2 separate regions of the Zea mays genome follow, and region 1 is linked to region 2. A link is a contact called in public Hi-C data. All regions are on one chromosome and are shown on one strand. The core of a region is the stretch at or near the end of the contact, and the rest is flanking DNA. Distances in the headings are between cores, read along the strand shown. Region 1 holds the start of LOC103635427. Region 2 holds the start of LOC103635426.

Region 1 (7,000 bases), core at 281-2,780, 290 kb before region 2:
AGGTGGGGCCATGGCCCACCTTGCCCACCCCTTGCGTCTGCCCCTGTACAAATCCATGTTACAAATAAATCATTATTTTCCATACGAAATAGAGAACACCAGTTTTGTTTTCCTACAGACAACATGTAAGTGAGACCTGCAACATAAATCCATGTTGTGTAAAGTGAAAGGCTAGGAGAGTAAGTGTCCAAACCTGGTGATTAGCTCTGATTTTTCTGTGTCCCATTGCAGAACACAGAATTTGTACCTCTCCGTAGCAATGAAAAGAAAATCCTGAGTCTCATTCTGAGGATAAGAAACCAACAGAAAATCCATTTATAAAAAAACTTCAACACAAAGACAAATAAAGTATCTCAGATGGATGAACTGTAAACTAGCTTACATGAGGCCGGAAGAGCTCAATCGTTGCAATTCTCCCATATATAGGCACATCAAGCATCGGCTGGTACGCGAAGATATCATGCAGAAGATATCATAGTGAAACTACGCTGACAAATCTATAAATGACTAACCTGAAGGCCCTGAGGGGTAAGCAAATGGATCTCGATCCGGGTGCATTTCCTGAAAGGTTGATGCAGGTGTGCCTTAGTAAAGGATTGTACAGGCAATTGCCAACAGAAAAAAATCCTAACTCTGTTGTTACATGTATTTCTAGGCAGCAAATTCAACACAAACGTCTCAAGTTGTGTTGCCATGGAACATGTAGTTAGAATATGGTTGCTACATCCGATGTTTAGCTATCGCTCTAATGAGCTATAAATCGCAAATACAGAGAGAATCACGCCAGGCATGTGTCACTTTGTATTAGCTCGACTGTTGAACATCCCAGTAGGGACTGCCAAATTGCTAGGTAGGGTTTTACTGTGCTAGTCTCAGATATTGCATAACTGGGTGGTACAAACCCCGAAATTGCCCCTCCGGAATTAAAGAAAAAATTTAGAACGGGGAAGGGTGAGCAGAAATAAATCCGGAACAACCTAGACGAGATAGAGGAAACCACGCATTCCAGAGTGGTCTAGCTGAGGGCAAACCCTAGGCCGCGCCCCACCTACGTCCCAAAACCCTAGGAGACCCCGCAAGGTTTGCCCAATCTCAAGTGCTAGAGCATTTGGGAGCAGCGCTCCGAGTTAGATCGTACGTCGAGAGGAAGAAGACAGGGAGGAGGGGGGGTTGCTTGTGCGCTTACGCGATAATGAGGTTGAGCTGGTTGGGGCTGGTAAAGTTGCCGACGCAGGAATGGCTGACGCTTGTGGGCTTGTGCGCCGTGACGACGTAGTTCCACACGTTCATCTCTGCCGCCGCCGGGGAACAGTGGGCTCTGGAAGGTGAGGGAAGGAGGTGAAGGCGGTGGCGAAGGGAGCCGACAGCCGAGCCAGGGAGGGAGGAGATGGACTCTTTTCTAGCGCGGGCGCCGCGGATGGACGCTGCTGATGTGCTAGGACTAATAGGCCAGCGGCCTAATCGGCCCAGTTGTCTTGCTGTTGGACCGGGCCTTTTTAACGTCGTCCAAACTTGGAATCAATCGAATTCACGGCCGGAGGCATGTCAGATCGAAAGCTCCTTCAAAATCACTCTTGTTGTTTCTATAACTAGTGTCTAACTAGCGCCTTGGCGCGCTAATTTGTATGTTTCTAAAGAAATGTATATATAAAAAGAAGGGATAGAGGTTGAAAAAGAAAATTGATGTATTTTTCAAGAAAAAAGTATAATAACTATGTAAAGGAAGAAATCGGTAAACTGAACAACGTCTATCACAGTCATTTCAGATTTCTATCTAATGCCAAGGCACTAATTAGCAAGCAATTTTTTTCTTTTTTTTGAACACAAAGGGCCATCAAGCTAACATTGAGATATTTTTATCAGGAACCTGTAGTATGGTTGAAGCATATATATATAAAGGCTTGTTCATTTCGCCTTAAACAAACCAACATTTAACATTAGCTAAAGAGAGCTAGTTTGGATTTAAGGGCCCCAATTTTTTCCTCCAAAGCACAACTTTTATGGAACATGGAAAACACTCTAAGTGCATGTGCAACCCCGTTTAATATGAGGTCTCTTGAGGGGTCTCTAGTAGGCTAATTAAAGAAATACAACTACTCGATTCTTTATACATATTGTTTCTTAAATGTATTTATGATACATAGACTCTAAGTTGTATCATGCAGTCTCTTAGTTATCTCTTGTATGTGGAAAATCGAGCTATAGTCTCCAGGTTGTATATGCTCTAAGGTGGATCACGGACAAAACTTTGGTCATCTTTGTTTTCCCCAAAATGTTGGAGAACCGAATCCGTTTGAATTAAGAGAAAACGGATTCATTGTGTATGGATCCTTGAATTAAGGAGAACATGATTGTTCATTTTATCCCCTAAAACACCACCTTATGTACGTCTATTGAGAACAGTAGATGGTAGCATTACATTGAAAAATGTTACCATTGAAACAAATATTTAAAAAGTAAAATACCGACAAAATAGACTAGAATACTGCCTCACAAAACTTTCTTAAGCTTGTGGCTATTCGGGAAAGCCCACATGCTTGGTTTGTGAAAGTCGCCTAGAGGGGGTGAATAGGCGAAACCTGAAAATTATAAACTTTGAACATGCACTTCACCCAGGGTTAGGTTAGAAATAAATAGTAGTTAATTTGGAGTGCGAAATATAGTTCTTCTTGCTATGAATTGCTCAATCAATACAGATAACTTTGGGAGCTAACTCAAAACAATGTGAGCAAGAGAACTTTTAGTGAGAGGGGAGAGGGAAGAAACAAATCGAATGGTGAAGATCAACACAAGTGGATACGGTGATTTGTTTCCCGAGGTTCGGTTTCAAAGAACCTACTCCCCGTTGAGGAGGTCACAAAGGACGGGTCTATTTCAACCATTTTCCTCTCTCAGTCGGTCACCTAGACCGGTCGAGTGCTTCTTCTTAATCTCATGGGTCACTAAGACCCCGCAAGGATCACCACACAATTAGGTGTCTCTTGCTTGTTTTACAAAACATTTGGAAAGTTTAGAAGGAGAAGAAGAAAGCAACCAAGCAAACAAGAGCAACAAATGAAACACAAATCACCATCTCTCATGCCAATAAACACTTTTGATCACTTGACTTGATTATGGCACTTGGAGAGAATTTAGGGCTTTGAATATGTCTTTGGAGTGTATTCTTTGCTCTTGTATTGAGTGTAGATAGTGGAAAGCTTGGATGACTTGAATGATGGTGGTTGTGGGGTATTTATAGCCCCAACCACTATTCTAGTCGTTGGTTGTTCTGTTTGTCGACGGGCACACCGGAACTGTCCGGTGATTCCACTGAAAGTGCATTAATCTCTTTTGTGAGTTTTGGTGATTTGGATAACAACACATTTAAAGGTCTAACAAGTTTGCTAAGTGTTGAACAGGAAATTCAGTATGATGAACATACTTGAATAGTGTATAATGATCAGTGAACAAAGATTCAACACAAGATTAAATAACCAGTGAGACAATGCAGATGGATATAATATGATCTCTATATTGGTTTGAATTTATGGATAAGACCTGAGAAATCACTACATACATATGATCAGAATAGAGGATGAAGTGATTAAGAGGATTGGTCAAGCCAAAGTGAATAAGATATGAGGAATCATGAATTGGCTTGACCATATTACTATCAGTCCAGATATGCTTCTATGAGAATCAAACTAGAGCTTGATTGATCTTAACAGTTATATCTATAAGACATTCAAGCAAGGTTCAGAATATTGAAGAAATGATTCTCTCAATGGATGCTCAATATGATGTGACTCAAGAATGGCTTGATAGGGTGAAGATAGCAAGGAAAGGGCTTCGAGAAACTAAGCGAAGGTGAAGGCCAAGCGACGGGACCGAGGTACCATGGCTAAGGTTAAGAAGAGAGTACTTGCACTAAGTCGATGAACTAATCATGAAGAGTTATAATATATTGATGCATCAGTAAGGTGACTTGAAGCCATGATTTAAACTCATATATGGTGAAATGGTGCAAGTCATAGGGTTTGATTTGTGTTTGCTTCAAAAGGTGAGACAAAGATGTTTGTGATCCTTATGAAGCAACACCATGGAGAAATCACACACAAGACACGAATTACTCAAGGAGTTTACTTAATTATATTTTATTTAACTTGAGTACAAAAATCGTTGTATTATCAAGGGGATCCAAAAAGAAGGTTGGTGTTTGCCAAAGCTCAAGCCTCTATATTCAAAAGCTATTTCGAAAAACCAAAATCCCTTGGACACTCTGTGTCTGACTGTTGTTAAGATTGAGAAACTGAGAGTGTTCCTGTTGAAAAGCAGTTAAGCTTTTTCAGCTGAGTTGAACTTCAACTAAGTTGAGCTTCTTCAGCTATAGTTGAGCCTTTTCAGCTGAGTTGAACTTCAGCTGAGTTGAACTTCTTCAGCTGTAGTTGAGCTTTTTCAGTTGAGTTGAACTTCAGCTGAGTTGAACTTTTTCAACTGCAGTTGAGCTTTTTCAGCTGCAGTTGAGCTTTCTCAACTGCAATTGAACTTCAACTTCAACTATGAATCTCTTTGACCATACACCAGTTGAACCTACCTTCGGGCCAGTTGAGCTGAGGTTTTCTCTCCTAAACTTTTAAGAGCACCTAGAGAGGGGGTGAATAGGTGACCCTGTAAAATCAAATACTAAAAGCACAAACTTGGTTTATAAGATGTTAGTTAGATTAAACCAAGTTGCTATACCGAGAGCTCTTGAGAAGAAATCAATCACAGAGAAAAGCGACACAAGAGACACGGTGTTTTTATCCCGTGGTCCGGTTAAGTAACACTTGCCTACTTCCACGTTGTGGCGTCCCAATGGACGAGGGTTTCACTCAACCCATTTCAAGTGATCCAATGATCAACTTGAATACCACGGTTTTCTTACTTATCGTTGTTTTCCCGTTTGTGAGGAATCTCCACAAATTGGAGCCTCTCACCCTTACAAAGTTGTTCACAAGAAAAGCACAAGAGTAAGGGAGGGAAAGAAATACACACAATACTAGAATCGCAGCAACAATACGCACACAAGTCAAGAAGAGAGCACACAAGAACAATGCCACAAGTTCACAACACACTTAGTGCTCAAATCTCAGTCACGATGATGCAAATGTGTATTTGCGGAGTCTAGGCATCTTAGGATGTTTAGTGAATGCTTGGTGTAGTGCTCCATACGCCTAGGGGTCCCTTTTATAGCCCCAAGACAGCTAGGAGTCGTTGGAGTTCCATTTGGAAGGCAATTCTTGTCTTATGTCGGGTGGCGCACCGGACAGTCCGGTGCACCACCTGACATGAACAGTGCTTGTCCGGTACCCGATCTCCTTCCTTTTCTAGCGAAGCTGACTGTTGCGCCCTCGGTCCTCTTAGCGCACTGGACACTATCCGGTACACACCGGACAGTCCGGTGCTACCAAGTGACCGTTAGCTTGGGCCAGGTGTCGCTCGTTGATCGCGTTGTCGACCGTTGGCCGCGGGTGCCGTTGGCTCACCGGACAGTCCGGTGAATATTAGCTGCGGCGCCATCAATGAATTCCCGAGAGCGATGAGTTTGTCGCCGAGTGCTGAGCGCGGGCACTGATGGCTCACCGGACAGTCTGGTGATTTTTAGCCACGTCGCTGCCGCCGATTCCCGAGAGCAGTGACTTCACTACTGAACCAGCCTGTGCATCGGACACTGTCTGGTGCACCACCGGACAGTCCGATGCACCGAAGGCTAGTGCATATTTGGCTGGACTCAGCCCCTTCTCCATTCCATTCTCATTTGCATTGATATTGTTTCTAGCACTTAGGTAAATATGTTAGTATCAAAAACAATTCACTAAGTCTAGTGTCGGTGTTTTGGGTCCGACCGCGCACCTAGGGTTGCCCATCGAGGTGCTTTTTGGAGTAGGACGGTGTTACTAACTGTAGCTCGATGGTTCGCGTTGGATGCACGAGAGACAGTGGACAATTTTGTACAGGTTCGGGCCGCTTTGAGATGTGTAATACCCTACGTCCTGGCGTGAATACTTTGTGTGGTGGGTTACAAGGAGGTTCTCTAGTATCGAGGATGTTAGAGAACTGGGTGGATGGCTAAGTAGTGAGATATATCTTTGAGGGGATGCCCCTAGGCCTTATATACTCGACCGTGGGGCATTACATGGGGATATGATAACAACGTGAGCCTAAGTAATAGTGAACCGACTAAGCCTATCTTCCTATAATTCCACCGACCTATATCTGTTCAGTTTTGATGTATGAGGATACTGTACGGGAAGGTCGGATCATCGCCATGGTTGCTGCTCAAATTTATCAGGTCGTCTGGGCTTACGTTGATCCAATCTTGTGTCAATCCACTTCGCCGGACGTTCCTCCCTAGGCCCACGAAGGAATGACCTTGTGAACTTTTGGCCTTCCAGTGGACCCGGGGGATATCTGTCCCCCACAAGCCCCCAATCTTTGGGTTGATTTTGAAATAAACAGCCCAAAGATTCTAGGTCCAGCTTGTAGTTTTTGATTTTGATGCCTTGAAAATAAGTCTGTCGAGCCGTTGCTTCTGAACTCTGAGTGACTCGGTAAAAACGATCTTCTATTGTTTTCTTCTGCCATTATTCATCGGCCTTCGCTTTATTCCTCAGAAATTGGTGCTCTGTCTTGGGTTCGTGCTTTGGAGATCAACATTCTGCTCTTTGGAATTCAGGATTCATTGGGTGCACCGAAGGTGCACCTAATGGGTGTAGCCCCCAAGCTTCAAGTGGATTATTGAAAATAATCCACTCGAAGGTCTTCATTTCAAGTCTTCTCAGAAATCGTTTTTATCTTCAACTCATGCTTTAGAAGTCAGCATTGTTTTATTTTCTTCTCATGCTTTAGAGATCAGCATTCTGTCTTTTGGGGTTGGTGATTCATTAGGTGCACCGGAGGTGCACCCAATGGGTGTAGCCCCCGAGCTTCGAGTGGATTATGAAAATAATCCACTTGAAGGTCTTCATCTCATGCTGTTTTT
Region 2 (6,807 bases), core at 2,307-4,806:
TGAGGTCAGGAATTGGTTGTACCCACTTTCATATCATATTGATAGTTGGTTTGTGGACACGGATCCATGGGGATGCGTGGCCTATGAGATGAAATTGGAATAAGGATTAACGTGCGGATACATGTGTCAAGCGTTTGAACATACTAAGCACATACCGAGAAATATGGTAAATCGGTAAGCCTAGTACCTGAGTGAACCTGGCAGTGGACATATCCCCTCACGCGACCTGAGACGTGGTCTCCCATTCCGGTTATGGTGGGTACAAGTGCGGTCACTGCACGACGGCAGTCGGGGTCAGTGAGGCATTGTACGCCAAGGCGGTGAGCCCTGATGCGCTGACGAGGAATCGATGGGGACGGTTGATGTGTGTGGGGACGGAGTGCCCCTACATGTCGTGTGTTTAGGTTTACCTTGCAAGGATAAAAACTCGATTCGAATCGTCTGCTTCTCGCAGCTAATGAGACTGCTTGATCCATTGTACTGCATTGAGTAACAAGTGGAAATATGATGAGTTGATACAAGATGTTGATTGCTAAAAATGTTTGCTACCATGTATGAGTAGACAGTACATATTTAGCCTTAAGAGAGTCACACTTAAATTTGACAAAGTTAAAACTTGATTTAGAAACTCAGCTAGTGCTTTTGGCAACCAAACCCCACAGCCAAACAGCTGCATGTCTAGAGGTAGAGGAGTAGACTCCTCGCACCGGGTAAGTCTAGCTGAGTATTAGTATACTCAGCCTTGCTTGTGGCACAATTTTACAGGTTCTTTGGAGGACATGGTTGCTGGAGTGACTTGGTCGTCCATCTTGCCACCGGGTTGGACTGTCAAGTGGGACCCTGCCTCGGCCGAGGAGGAGCATGAGGAGTGATGGGACAGGCTTCCCCATCCCTCCATTTATCTATCGTTAGTTTTATTCCGCTGCACTTCGAACAATGATGACTACTTTTGCTAAACTCCGATGGTGATGTAATAATTTAATACTCCTTAATGTATGGTTTTATGCTTTATTGTATTTGCTCTGTGACTCACCATCGAGTGAGATTGTGGTACTTGATCCTGTCAGTGGCCTCGTCGGACTAGATCCGAGGGATTGACGGGTTATTCCTATTTAAGTGTGGTCTAGCCTCTAAGGCGGGGCTTAGGCACTTAAGTCGGAATAATTCGGGCAGTTCCGCCACAAGATCCGTCATGGCTTCTTCACCGCCTTGGAGTAGGTGTTTTAGTTGGCCGCTGTGATGTTCCTGGTCGTTCATTTCTTTGCAAGTTGTAGTACTACCAATTCTTTGCAGCCCCCAATGGTTCTCGCATTCATGAGGGATGAATGAAAATGTTCTGGCCCGCCCAACCAAAATGTTCTGTTGATATGCCAAGTATCCAGAGAGGAGATGATCGTCTAATCATGTTCTGTTGTTATATATTTCAAGTTTTGAACTGTGAACTAAGACTTTTATGGCTTTTGGTTGAAAGTGAGGTTGCAGCTTAGGAAGAGGAGAGATGAGGATGATGATGTCCTTCGTCTAATCAGTTTTAGTTTCAGACGGGTTTGTAAAACTGGGTAGCAAGTGAGGTTGCAGCTTGCTGCCAATTCTCTCTTCTCCACGCATTGTAGTTAGCCTGATTGCTTTACTCGTGTATGTTGTTATATAAATAAAGTCACATATTCGCATGGTTGTATGTATTATATTTGTAGATGTATTTTTTAACAAAAACCTATTATATTTCTAGATTATTCCTGCACCGGTTCGAGTTGGAGAAGACGAACTTCCACCGTCTTGGGATCCAATATCCTCTCCATTAGGTACTTGTTATATCCTAAATGTTTTTTCTTACATATTTTTTCGCTTATGTGGGTGTTTATTTTCTGCAATGAAATTCTTTTTAGTTAGCAATGGATGCGGCATTAAGTGATCACCTTAGGAAGAGGAGAGATGAGGATGATGATGATATGATGCTGTTTTTTTACCTATGCTACATATGTTGGGTTCTAGTTCCAACACGGTAAGGAAAAAATGCAAAGGAATACATCAAAATTAAGTGGTGAAGAGCATGTTCAGGAGTTGCTGCAAGGTCATGTGAAGAACTGTCGGGTAGCGTTCGGGATGGAGCCTGAAATATTCAAATCATTGGTGAATTATCTTAGAAGGGAGAGGCTGGTTCGTGATACCAGGATTAAGGTTGAGGAAAAGCTAGCATTCTTTTTATACATGCTCAGCCATAATGCCTCATTTGAAGACCTAATAGAAGAATTTGGGCATAGTGGTGATACATATCATCGTCGCATAAAGCATTTCTTTGACCTAGTTGTTTCTACCCACTCCAAGCAATTTCTGAAGCCACCAAATCCTAATCATGTCCATCAACAAATTGAAAGGAATCCTAGGTTTTATCCCTACTTCAAGGTGATTACATGGACTATTCCATGTTATGTCAATAATTGTTATTTTCCTTCCAATGTTTAGAAATTCACGTGTAGTTTTTTCTATGCAGAATTGCATTGGCACAATCAATGGCACTCATGTGCCTATATCGATATCACCAAACAAAGCCGCTCCATTTAGGAATAGGAAGGGCAGCCTTACTCAAAATGTAATGGTAGCGTATGATTTTGATCTCAATGTAACTTTCATATCTACTGGGTGGGAGGGGTCTACGACGGATGCTAGAGTTCTTAGAGATGCAATGAACAGTGGCTTCCAAGTACCCCTGGGAAGTTTTATTTAGTATATGGTGGTTATGCCAACACACCATCTTTTCTTGCCCCATATCGTGGAGTCAGGTATCATTTGAAGGAATATGGTGCAGGTCACCGAAGACCTCAAAACTACAAGGAGATCTTCAACCATCGCCATTCAGTGTTGAGGAATCATATTGAGAGGGCCTTAGGAGTTATAAAGAAACGCTTCCCCATCCTTAAAGTTGCCACATTTCATAAAATAGAAAACCAAGTGAAGATACCGATAGCCGCTGCCGTGTTGCACAACATTATTCGATCTCTCAAAGGAGATGAACAATGGTTAGAAGATCAACAAGAAAATGTTCAAGGCAATGTTGTTGACCTTCCAGATGGAGATCAAAGCAACGATCAGGGCAATGAACAAGGCAACAATCTTAGAGACACAATTACACAACAAATGTGGACCGATTATCAACAACATAGAAATAATTAGTGGTGCATTCAAATAGGATTTAATGTGTAATGAGTATCCTCCTAGTTTGGAAATGAAACAGTTTTCTTTGTGATAATGAGTATTCTCTAAAATTTAGTATGCTTTAGCCTTATTAGTATCATGTTCTAATTATGCTCATGTTATAAGTTAACATGGTTGGAAGGGGGTCACCAAGATTAAACATGTTTGGAAGAGGGTCACCGAGATTAAACATGCTCTTATCCAACGGTGCACAAAAGAAGAAATCTCCTACAGTTGCTGCTTCAAAGACACATGGAGGCTCTCCAAAAGGTATACATGTTGGTTCTTTCTAATTTGTCTTTGTTCTTTCTTATGTTGTTTATGTGCTGATTTGTAGGGAAAACAAGAGCAAATTGGAATTCTATGTTAGAGAAGACCCTTGTTGACTTGTTACATGAACACAATACTCCTGAATATAAGGGTAACAATGGTTGGACACCTGATGCATGGAACAAGATTGCTAAGGAATTTCAAGAGAGGGAAAGATATGCAGGTTTCTCAAAAGTTCAAATCCAAGAAAAGGAAAAAGAGTTAAAGAGAGATTACAAGATGTTGAAAGATGCAAGAAAACAAAGCGGGGTTTCTTGGGATGAGAGGAGGTGTATGATTCAAGCTCATCCACAAATATGGGACAACATAATCAAAGTAAGTTTATTTCTCCAATGATCGTTACATTTCATAGTAGTGTATATGAAATAAGGTGTTATGCTAGTATAGGAAAAATGATTGCAACAATTTTATAGCATCTTCTATGTACATATTTTCTGTATAGTTACTTTATGGATAAGATTTAGAACATGCCCTATAATTTGTTTTAGTAAATAAGTTGTTTGACTTTATTATGCAGTCATTTCCAAAGGCTAAGAAATTTCGCAACAAATCTTTCCCTCTCTTTGAAGCTTTGGGAGACCTACATGATGGTTAGTTTCACCATGTCACATCTATGCTTGTTTACCATGTTGTACTGTTCCTTGTACTAAAACTTCTATGTACAAGCAATACTGCTGAAGGGACCTACAACTTCACTTCTACTCAACCAAATGGTCCAGATCTCACACAAATTGGGACTGGAGATGTTTCTATCAACGTAGAAGACCATGAAGATGTGAGAGAGCTTCTGGCAGACCACGAACAAAATGAAGTAGAAGACAAAGTGTATGAAGTTGAAGGAGTGGATGTAAATGCTGATAAACAAGATAAAATACCAAAAAGGACTGTTGTTGTTTCAAGGAATGGAGAAGAAAAAGGACCAAAGAGACAAAAGAAGAGTTCCAACATAGAGGTATTGATGGAGAGGTACCTAAACATTAGAAGCAAACAAGCTGAAGATGAAGCAACACTATTAGCAAGAGAAAGGGAGGCAAGAGGAGGTGATGACTTCTCAATTAAGAATTGCATATCAGTTCTAAACACATTGGAGGTCACAAAGGAGGAGAAGGTCAAAGCCTATAAGGTGTTCAAGGACCCTGACAATCGCCAAATTTTCTTGAGCGCATGCAATGATGATAGAGAGGCTGCATTGATGTAGTTGAGGGACGAGATGGTTTAGCAGGTATACCTAAGGTTAACTGCATATCCTAACTCGATTTTGCATAGCTTGCATTATAAGAGGTCATGAATTCTACACAATAAGTATACAGATGATATGATAGCTCATGAGTTGTCTAGTTTTATACCTTAGTCTCGTTGCATGATAAGGGCTTGTTTAGTTTTATCTTTCTTTGCACTCCCTTTCTTTCTCCTCTTCCTTTATTTCTCCACTAGATTTAATTCAACTGCCTGTGGTGCTCCTTTGCAGCAAAATTTTTAGAAGCCAGGGATATTTACCATTCCAATATATATGAATGTATATTGGACCTATAGACTTGCTTCTTTACCATTGCAATCTGAATGTATATTAGACCTACAGACTTGATGTATATTTTCTTTTGGTGATCATTTGAAATTTGGATGTATATTTTCATGTTACATATGTAGTAGGAGTGTCTGCCCTACATTTGGTTGCAGGGTCTAATATATATTTTGGCAATGATGATACCAGGGGAAGCTGCTGCTTGTGATTGGAAGTAGTGTTTAGACTGCGTATCTGACAAAGGAGTATCATGCACACTAAAAGCATCAACTTTTGCACACACAACATGTTGTGGTTGTTCTTTAGGTCTTAGCAACATTACCAGATACTCTATGCTTCATGCAGTGATAGCGTGCCTGTGTTGCTTCGAACTATTAGATTCTGTTGATATGGGTCTTTCATTATCTCCCTTTGCATGTTTCCCTAGATTAAACGAACAAGCTTTTAAAACCAAGGATTACAACCGAAGGGGATTATACCCCCAAGGGGTTCAAATGATAAGGAGAGGATTAACTCAATCCCTCTCTGGATTAAATCCCCCTCTAGAATAAAAACCTGTGAACCGAACAAGGCCTTAAAGATTTAGCACTCTCAATTCCCTTGCTCTAGAACAAGTAGGCGTTATTGTGCAATGGATGATGAGTAATGAGTGTGTGGTACATGTCATCAAACGAGAGTTCATCTTTCGTTCCTTTCAGTGGAGCTAGTCCTCGGCCACAGACCAAGTAAACATACGTCACCGCATCCGTGCATCTGGCCCAGGTCCAACCCAACTCCAGCAAACCACAGTGACCTGGGCCGACCAGAGCCAGCCATTGCAACCGTTGTCTTCTTCCACGGCAGCGCCTCTTCTCTTCCTCCCCTCGATTCGCGGCGTACCAGTGGAATGAGAGAACAGAATGCATGAATGGCTCTCTGGACACTGCTGCGCCCGCGGCTGTGTAGCTCAGCTCGCTGGTTGTTAAAGAAGGGAGAGGTACAGCCATGGCGCGGCGTGGGTGCCATGCCATGCGTCCAGACCAAACCAGGACAGGAGAGACAGCTGGCCCTAATTTTGGCTGCCCCCCAGACCGGCCGTTACTAGCTAGCGATCGACAAGGGGGTCAGGGACAGGCTGGTGGTGGTGTGTGCTAAGCTTCGCGGAAGTTCGCGCTGCCGTGCGTGGCCGGCTGGCCGCGCCGATCCATCCATATAAGAGGCTCCGGCGCCTCCCTCTCTTCCTCGGTTCTTCCCATTGGTGGTAAGGACCCATCGCCCGCTCGCGTGTCCTTTGCGCTCGCGAACTCCGTCGCCGGACACGAGCCAGGGACACCGAGTGTGGTGAGGTTGCCCCTTCCCTTCCCCCACCCCCATCGTCGTCTTGGACCAGCTCTGTACGTACCGTCCGTCGATCGTCCTTTCCCGTCCCCTCTAGCATCGATCGCAGCCTCCTCTGCTACTGCCACGTCTCTGTGCCTGCCGAGACAAGCAAGGGGGTCGTCGGTCGGGGCTAGGTTGTTCCCTTAATTCATTCTAGGGGCAGATCAGATCGAAAGAAATCAAACTAACGTAGCCATGGAAGAAGCTCCACGTCATTCCATGTAGTTACTTCTTCAGAGCGCGCGGTGGCGGCCGGCTAGAAGCTTTGTTCGTTGCATTTGAATTCATCACCAAAGGAGAAGGCGCCTGTTGGCGTTCCACCAATTCCATCCCATCGCCACAAGGTCGTCGATCACGCGGATCGTCGCGACTGACCGGCCGGCCTCCTCAGCCGTCCTTGTTGT

The links. Hi-C and Micro-C count contacts between places; a contact is called where the count stands out from the background.
Region 1: a contact with region 2 is called in a Hi-C map of ear, with 5 times the contacts expected there. The contact joins the promoter of LOC103635427 here to the promoter of LOC103635426 in region 2. A contact is called at or near these places in 6 of 25 Hi-C or Micro-C datasets (bundle sheath, ear, leaf and 1 more) and 1 of 3 datasets of contacts at active chromatin or transcription factors (leaf).

The regions. Positions count from the first base shown.
Region 1 is chr8:79,304,690-79,311,689 of Zm-B73-REFERENCE-NAM-5.0, reverse strand. LOC103635427 reads right to left here and starts at 1,530. Exons shown (of 19, transcript XM_020543320.3): 1 at 1,187-1,530; 2 at 513-561; 3 at 383-442; 4 at 194-285. The coding sequence starts at 1,290.
Region 2 is chr8:79,019,609-79,026,415 of Zm-B73-REFERENCE-NAM-5.0, reverse strand. It overlaps LOC103635426, which reads left to right and starts at 3,556. Exons shown (of 3, transcript XM_020542715.1): 1 at 3,556-3,837; 2 at 4,040-4,116; 3 at 4,189-4,720. The coding sequence starts at 3,556. The coding sequence ends at 4,720. LOC103635424 (phosphatidylinositol 4-kinase gamma 4) reads left to right here and starts at 5,733. Exons shown (of 2, transcript XM_008657881.2): 1 at 5,733-6,807.